Linked DNA regions of Zea mays: region 2 is linked to region 1. A link is a contact called in public Hi-C data. All regions are on one chromosome and are shown on one strand. Each heading gives the region's core, a stretch centred on a gene start, on an enhancer-like site or on the middle of the called end of the contact. The rest is flanking DNA. Distances are from core to core; before and after follow the strand shown.

Region 1 (4,189 bases), core at 154-2,653:
CTTCCTTATCCCTGTAACCGCCAGGTAACTTTGTGGAATGTGGAACTGAGCGCATTAGATCTGCCAACTTCTGTACCAGTTTGACTAGACCAAGCCGCTTTAGCTCTCTCATAAGCATCCGGTACGTGATATACTGGGGCACCATCCCTCTCTCAAACATCTGCTCGAACTCCGCAAAAGCCTCCTCAAACTGATGGCGTCGGCAAAGCAAATGTATCAGCATGGTGCTGGTTGCAAGATCTGGCTCAAAACCACTGTTTCTCATCTCCTGAAGCATCTGCAGCGTTAATTCAAGCCGGTTCGCCTCACACAACATCTTGATCAGAAGGTGGTAAGTGAGCCGGTCTGGCGCGTAGCCATTGCTGACCATCTTCACGTAGAGGTTCATTCCCAGATCGATGCTAAGATTCCTGGCAAAGACCGTGAAAAAATAGTTGTATGTCCTTGCAGTTGGTGAAATGCCCCGCCCCAGCATGGCCTTGAGCACTCGACTAGCCCCAGCAAGGTCTCCGTGCCTGCAGTATCCGAAGACGAGGGAGTTGAATGTCGAGATATTCGGAGCCACGCCATAGAGGGGAAATTTTTCGAGCACCTTGTGTGCGTCCCCGAAACGGCCTGCATGTGCAAGCGCATAAACGATGGGGTTGCAGGTGAGCAGATTGGCCTCGATACCCTCCTCCCGCATCTGGTCAAGGAGCGCCATCGCGTGGTCAGGCCTGCGCATGACGCAGTGCGCGTCGATGAAGGTCCCGTAGGTGACCACCGTCGGCCGCACGCCTTCATCGCGCATCGCCGCCCAGAGCTTCTCCGCCTTGTCGAGTCGGCGCGCGCGGGACCACCCGTTGAGCAGGATGTTGTAGATCCGCACGTCGGGCGCCCACCCGTCGTCCTCGCGCCGGATCTGCGCGACGAGCAGCGCGGCGGCGCGAGGGTGGCCCTCCTTGCAAAGCGCGTCGATGGTCAGGATCAACGGGGAGAGCGCCTCGGCAGACGGCGTGACATCGCTTTCGACGGCGTAGCGGCCCGGGTGGCGTTGGAGAAACCGGAACGTGCGGACCGCGGAGTCGGTGCGGCCGATGCGAGCGTAGCGGCGAAGGAGCGGTGCGAACGCGGCGAGCGGGGGCGGCGGGGAGGCGGCGGCGGGCTGGAACAGGAGGAAGCGCCAGGCGGCGGCGAAGAGGCGGCGGGAGGCGAGGAGGGAGACGGCGGTGGCGGCGCCGGCCCAGCGGGCGAGGGCCGGAATCGCGGAGTCCGGGAGGGTCGGGAGCGCGGGGCGGAGGTGCTGGAGCAGCTCGGGCGTCGGGGCGATGCCGGAAGTGGCGAGGAGGCGGGCGGGGTCAGCTCCGCGGAGGATGGAGACCACGTCGGCAGCGGCGGTTGGAGTTGGAGGATGCGTCTCAACCATTGCACTCATTGCCTTCCAGTGGAACGGATGCAGTGTGTGTCTTCAGGTGACGTCGCCACCGGAAGTGCCGATGTTCCCAACCTCCGGCGAGAAAATTGCATATTTTTCCCCGAGAAAATTGGATTTTTGCCATTACGAAACTTAGAATTCGCCCAAATGCCATTATGTAAACGCGTTTCGTTAATACGCCATTCTCAAACACTAACAGACAAAATGCCATTTAGGGGGTTATTAGCAACTTCACCTTGTTTTCGTGTCCTGTAAAACTTTGATGGGACGCCTTTGCCCCTGGACAAAAGCACCGCCGCTCAACTCCACATCCCAGCCTTTCACCGGCCGCTCAGCCTTTCACTGCAAATGCGTTATATTTTGCCAAATAGCAACCACACCATCAGTCTACAAAGCATACATGACAAACATTTTCAAACAAGGAACTTCAGTTTTTACCCTCCAAATCATTGGTAACCTGTGCAAATAAAAAAAACTGGTAACCTGTGCACACTAACAGATTCAACATTTTCAGCTTCTAAACATCTGTTTCAGGTAACAGTACATTTGATAGCACACTACGATCTCCATCAAAATAACCACGATCTCCATTAAAGTAGTAGTTCATCTGACAGCACACTACTCCCACTGTCACCCCTACTTCTAATAACCACGTTGTTGAGGAGAGTGAGGCCGACGCGGTGCACGTGGGCGGGGCGGCGGGTGCGGAGCCGGCGGGCGAGGCAGAGGTAGTCCGAGGCGCCGTCGCCGTCGTGCTCCTCCAGACACAGCAGGCGCGCCTCGTCCTCCGCCGTCGTGGCAGCCGCGACCGCCGCCATCGCCGCCGCCATCGCCGCCGCCATGGAGGACGTGGGTGGGGCGCCGTCGATTTTGGCCGAGGGGAGAGAGAGGATAAGAAAAGAGAGATGACCCGGGTAAGAGAAAAGAGAACGGCGTTTTTGTTCTAGGGGCAAAAGCGTCCGATCAACTGATGACAGCATAGTAAAAGATGTTTATTTTTCAAATAACCCCCTAGATGGCATTTTGTCTGTAAGTCTGCGTTTGAAAATGGCGAATTAACGAAATGTGTTTACATAATGGCATTTGAACGAATCCGAAGTTTCATAATGGCAGAAATCCAATTTTCTCATTTTTCCCCTAGCGACTGGGGTCGCTACTTTGCCATTCCGATTAGATTAGGCCTGAAAACGGACGGACGGTTACTGTTACTGGTTTTTTAACAACGGACCGAAACGGGATAGCCGGTAACAAAAACGATCGAAAAAAATCCGAAAATCTGAAAACGATATTAATACGAATAGAATTATAGTGGTACCGATCGATAAACGGTTAATCAAGTTGGGACCTTCGCCTAAATCATCAATAGCATACCATAACAACAAACAATCTAAATCATCAATAGCATAGCAGCCCACAAATAGTTTAAGTTCACATAACATCAAATTTCCAGCACACCATCCAAATCAACAACAGCATAACAACCTACAACTAGGCTAAGTTCACAAAACATAATAACTTATTTAAACTTTCTTATTTTTGTCTCAGTTTGCCAGGTGCCATTCTACAGCTACTCATAATCATCTTGTTCACAGAAGACACAATTTCCCCCTTATCTGTAGCTTCTTTTATCTCCTGGATCAAATGAATGAAATGAACAAGTTACAATTTTATTCATATGGTCAGGAACAGATAGTTGTACATGATACTTTCTTCACTGCTATATGCAACAAACTATTACCTGTGAACTGACACAAACAGTTACAGCTTCCCATAATCATCCATAGCATCTGGGCCATTTTCTTCGCTGCTATATGTTGCATTCTGAACATCATGCTTCATTGCAACATCTAGTGCATTCATAACATCTTCAAAATCATACATCAAGGATGGCAGTTTCTTGGAATCTTGAAAAACAATTACATAGAAAGCCATGAGCATGATTAAATTAAAGACATGAGCATTATTAAACTAAAGACATCAACATAGCATGCATATGTTACCTTTTCTCTCTGCTAATATCCAATCCTTGGTGCATATTAAAGCTTCTACCATTTCAGGTTTAAGTGAAGTACGATAGGGATCAATAACACGACCACCAAAACTAAAGGCAGATTCAGAAGCTACTGTTGAAACCTGTATTGCTAAAACATCTCGAGCAATTTGTGTTAGAATGGGGTACTCTTTTGTCTTGCCTCTCCACCAAGATAAAATGTCGAATGATCCACTATGCTTCAACAAAGGATCTGCCATATACTTTTTCAGCTCATTTTAGTTGTTTAGATTAGCAACATTTGTGTGATAGAGGTAGCATTCTAGTTCATCAATCTGAGTTCCCATGAGACCATCAATTGTGTTACTAATTCCTACCTCATCACTATTGTTCTTTTCAAGAGAAGGGGCTAAATTAGCATAAAACTAATATAGTTTATTAAGCACACTGAGAAACTCTTCTATCTTTCACCATAAAAAATTTTCATGTGGAATTCAATCAATCTTCTCTTGTATTTAGGATCAAAGAAGCTGGTGACAGCTAAAACAATACTAGACTTCTTCCAATACTTTTCAAATTTGGCAATAATAGCTATTGCCATTATTTTAATAGTGGGTTCTTCACTAATACGCCATTTATCAAGAAGCTCTTTTATCTCACAAAAACTTCTACAAAATAAATTTGTTGTGGGATATGAAGTACCAGAGAGCAACTCAGTGAGATCATAAAACTTCTTCAAGCATTGAAAAATGGTTGATGCCATGCTCCACTCAAAAGGACTAGGA
Region 2 (4,216 bases), core at 1,239-3,738, 310 kb before region 1:
TGGTTGGGTCTCTTTCAGTCAGCTGCCCTAGCTCGGATGGTTGGGTCTCTTTCATCAGTTAGCTGCCCTGCCAAGTGCCACCCGCCGCCCGCTGTTTGTGTAGCAGCAGCACAAATGGTTTCCCGCTGCCCTGCCGGCCCACAGCTCCGCTCAGTCTCAGTGCATCAACAGTTGAACACGAACACGACACGATACGGAGCAATCCAAAGGCACGGTCGGACGCCATCGCGAAGCTCGCACGTGGAAAGCACACGCTAGCAGTCGTCGATGCCAGTTGCTGACTGAGATCCGGCGCCGGCGGCGACGAACCTCCGATTTGGCCACCGGCCGGTTGCAGACACATAACACCCAGAGGCGGATCCAGTGGGTGGTTTATATGGGCCACGACACACCCTAAGATTATATCATATAAGGCTAGTTAGCATATATAGTGGTGTAAGTACTATCTTTTGAACTTGACAGTCAAGTTTCTGAGTCTTGTTGATCTCTATTTTTTGTTTCTTTTTTTTATATTTTTCCTGGCACACTTAAGCGTAGCAGCGGGGTCCGTTACTAATGCCACCAATGATAAAACATTTGTCATTGTCAAGCTTGACAGAACATCCATCTGCCATTTGGACCCTGCTGCATCACCTCAGGTCCTCAGCGTTTATCACTCGCTGGGCCCAATGATAAAACATTCTCGGCTTTGGACGCCAGATCTTTTGACTTTGGGGGTTTCCTACCACATCTGGTTTAACGTCTCAGTCAACAGTTTAGGAAAAGAGATTAAACCCAAAAAAAAACGAATCTTAGGCAGCACTAGACAAGTAAACTCAGTTCTCTCGCCAGGTTCTTCTGGCCTAGACAAGTAGTACAGAATATAAACACTTGTAAATGCACGCGAATGACGTGGTGACAAGGTGAGAAAATTCATTAACAACGTGGCAGTGGCATCTTGAACTTGAAGTAGCGTGGTTGGAAAAGCTACCGGGTGATGCGTAAAAGCCAAGCTCTGTCATCACTCACCGTTGACTTGAACTGAAGACACGGCACCACTAGCAGTCCTCGAGATCGTCGCTTTCCTGGCTCCCATCTCCAGCCTAACATCCACGACACGTCCCCAGTCCTCATCCGCCGCGCACAAGTTGGACGCCAGCAGGTAGTTCCCTGCATGGTGGGGCTCCATCGCGATCACATGATCCATCACCCTCCTGGCCAAGCCGGCGTCCCCATGGTCCCGGCAGGCGCCGGCCAGGGCACGCCAGATCACAGGGTCGGGCGCGACGGGCATGGCCAGGACGAACTCGAACGCGTCGGCCAACGACCCGGCCCTGCACAGCAGCTCCACCATGCTGCCGTAGTGCTCCATCTGCGGCGCGATGCGGTGCTCCTCCACCATGGACTCGAACAGCCGGCGCCCCTCGCTCACCAGCCCCGCGCAGGCGCAGGCGCCGATCGCGCTCAGGAAGGCCACCTCGTCGGGCACGAACCCTTCCCTGAGCATCTGCGCGAACCGGACGAGCGCGGCCACCGCGTGCCCGTTCGTGGCCAGGGCCTGGACCATGGCCGTCCACGAGACCACCGTCCTCCTCGCGGCGCCCATCGAGTCGAATATCGCGCACGACCTCTCCACCTGCCCCGCCTTGCCGTGCATGTGTATGAGCGCGTTGGCGACGCGGGCGCTCGTCGTCCCCCGCCGCAGGAACCCGCTCTCCGCCGCGCACGCCTCCACCCAGTCCCCTAGCCCCGCCGCGCAGTCCAGGCTCGCGCACGCCGACACGGCGGCGAGCAGGGCGGCCTCGTCGACCTCGGCGCCAGCGAGCCGACGCATCTCCTCGAACACCCCCAGCGCCTCCGCGGGGCGCCCGTTCTCGCGGCACGCGTCGATCATGGCCGTCCACGACACGGCGTTCCTCGCGCCGGCCCCGATGCCGGCGAACGCCGTCCTCGCGTCCCTGAGCCGCCCGCACCTGCCGTACATGTGCACCAGCGCGTTGAGCGCGTGGAGGTCGAGCGCGGCCACGTTCCGGGCCGCGTACCCGTGGACCTCCCGCCCGGGCGCCGGCCTCCTCAGCTTCGCGCACGCCGACATCAGGATCGCCACCGTGACGACGTTCGGCCGGGCCCCCGCGCCGCCGCCGCCGCCGCGCGCCATGGCGGACGCGGCGGCCAGCGCGCTGCGCGGGTGGCCGCAGCGCGCGTAGGCGGACACCAGCGTGTTCCATAGCGGGACGTTCCGGCGAGGCGCTTCGTCGAACAGCTGCCGCGCGGCGGCGATGCGGCCGGAGGACGCGTAGGTTTTGAGCAAGCCCGAGCAGAGGTGGAGGCAGGTGAAGAGGACGCCGACCTTCAGGGCGTGCGCGTGCAGGTGGGCGGCCGAGGCGGCGGAGAGCGCGTGCAGTATGGTGCCGCCCGTGCGCAAGCCGGTGGCGGCGTGGCGCTTATGGGTCATGGTGGCGGGGCGAGCCGACGCGAACGGGTCACCATCATTTTTTTTTTCTGGGAATGGGGAGGCCCAAGGAGTTCGCCTCGCGATGGGATCAAAAATCGCGCCCAGAACGAGAAGCCTCGATCGCTAGTTAGCTGGCCACGGTCGTTTAACGGACCCTGATAGACCATTTGCATTGCATCCTCCCAAAGTCCCAAAAATTGTGCCATCCTGACAAGAAATTTCACATCTCCCATATTTGGGGAATTTTAATATTAAGCCCACAATACGAATTAAAATTCTGGATGAAACGACATAGAAGAAAACCAGATGAGATTCAAACCTTCATGCATTAGAGAATCAGAACAAGGCTGGACTACAATACAAGAGGTCCTCTAGTCACCATGTCAGAGGATTTAGGGCACCCAAATATATTTTACAACCTGGAGGGGGCATGCATAACACTTACAGCATTGTGCCAACTCTTATTCTCTACAACCTATGAAAAAATTATACAACGTTCCTCTGCAGCTCAAGACCTCAGATTACAGAGGCACAACTCGCTCTTCCTATCCTCTACTCCCTAGGAGATGTCACAGTCGTCTTCTACCTACTTGAATCCCATAGCTACGACTGGGATTCTGACGAGGTGACCGCGGTCACCTTTCATGGCAATCTCACCGAAACTGTAGGTGCCGGTCACGGACCTCGCCGTCAGGGTCACAGTTATCTCTCGTGATGCTCCGGGGACCACGGTCACCGCCGGAGGCGTCACCTCCAGGGCGACCTCTGGCGGCATCCTTGTCATGATGGTGTAGGTCTCGGTTTCGTCGGACACGCTCGTGACGGTCCGCTTCACTACCACCGTGCCTCGAAGCTGAGAGACGGCGATCGAGGGGATGTTGAGGTCGAAGGGGCGTTGTCCCTTGGAGTTGGAGTTGCAAGCCGAGCCGGCTATGTTTGATACTTCGCTCTGGTTGACGTCGGGGATCGAGCACAGAAACGTGATGTAGTCTTCATGGCCTGCCAAGCATGGATAAAGCAAAACTAGATGAGGGATGTTACATTGCCATCTGAATAACTTCAACAAGACACCGCCATTTCGATAACTTCGACCGGCTTATTTCGATGAAAAAGTAATTGGCTTACTTGCGTCTAGAACAAGGCCAGGATCGAGGGCGCCTTTTGGGTTAACAGCGCCACTGCCACAATCGAACGGTGTGGCCCGTGAAAGTGTCATCATTTCTGATGCGGTGTACTGCTGCGCTCTAAGAGGATGGCTCCCTTTGTCCAGTGTATTGGCCGTTGTCATCAGGGCAGATTTTATTGCTGAGGGGCTCCACTTTGGGTTCTTCTGCTTTATCAGTGCTGCAATGCCAGCAATATGCGGCGCAGCCATGCTAGTTCCAGAAACCATTGCAAATCCTTCACCTGCGAAAATATTACCACAACAATTTTGAATTGGTTCAAGCACAGAAAGATATCCTCAAGAATCACTAGTCCACAAAATATGCAAAAGGACGGCAAAAGCGCAGAACTAAAATGCTGGCGATAATCACATGGGTGCTTCCTTGAGGAAAAAGAGATCTACATACAAAGCTTACCAGCATAATTTGATTCATCTGTTCCATTAGGCGCCCATGCAGCCCATATGAGATTGCCAGGAGCAAGTATGTCTGGTTTAAGGACATCAGCATCTTGAAAGCTAAAATCTTTCACATCAGGTCCTCGAGAAGAGAACAGCGCAACCTGGGGAGCTGAATTGTATAGTGTTGGTGCCAAACCATCTGCAATACCGGCTGTTGC

The links. Hi-C and Micro-C count contacts between places; a contact is called where the count stands out from the background.
Region 2: a contact with region 1 is called in a Hi-C map of leaf, with 5 times the contacts expected there. The contact joins the promoter of LOC100272702 here to the promoter of LOC100274557 in region 1. A contact is called at or near these places in 7 of 25 Hi-C or Micro-C datasets (bundle sheath, ear, endosperm and 2 more).

The regions. Positions count from the first base shown.
Region 1 is chr5:57,898,948-57,903,136 of Zm-B73-REFERENCE-NAM-5.0, reverse strand. It overlaps LOC100274557, which reads right to left and starts at 1,403. Exons shown (of 2, transcript NM_001148912.1): 1 at 593-1,403; 2 at 1-515. The coding sequence starts at 783.
Region 2 is chr5:58,208,203-58,212,418 of Zm-B73-REFERENCE-NAM-5.0, reverse strand. LOC100272702 (Pentatricopeptide repeat-containing protein) reads right to left here and starts at 2,488. Exons shown (of 1, transcript NM_001147155.1): 1 at 567-2,488. The coding sequence starts at 2,434. The coding sequence ends at 1,001. It overlaps LOC100274487, which reads right to left. Exons shown (of 11, transcript NM_001353544.1): 9 at 4,015-4,216; 10 at 3,560-3,841; 11 at 2,743-3,433. The coding sequence ends at 3,021.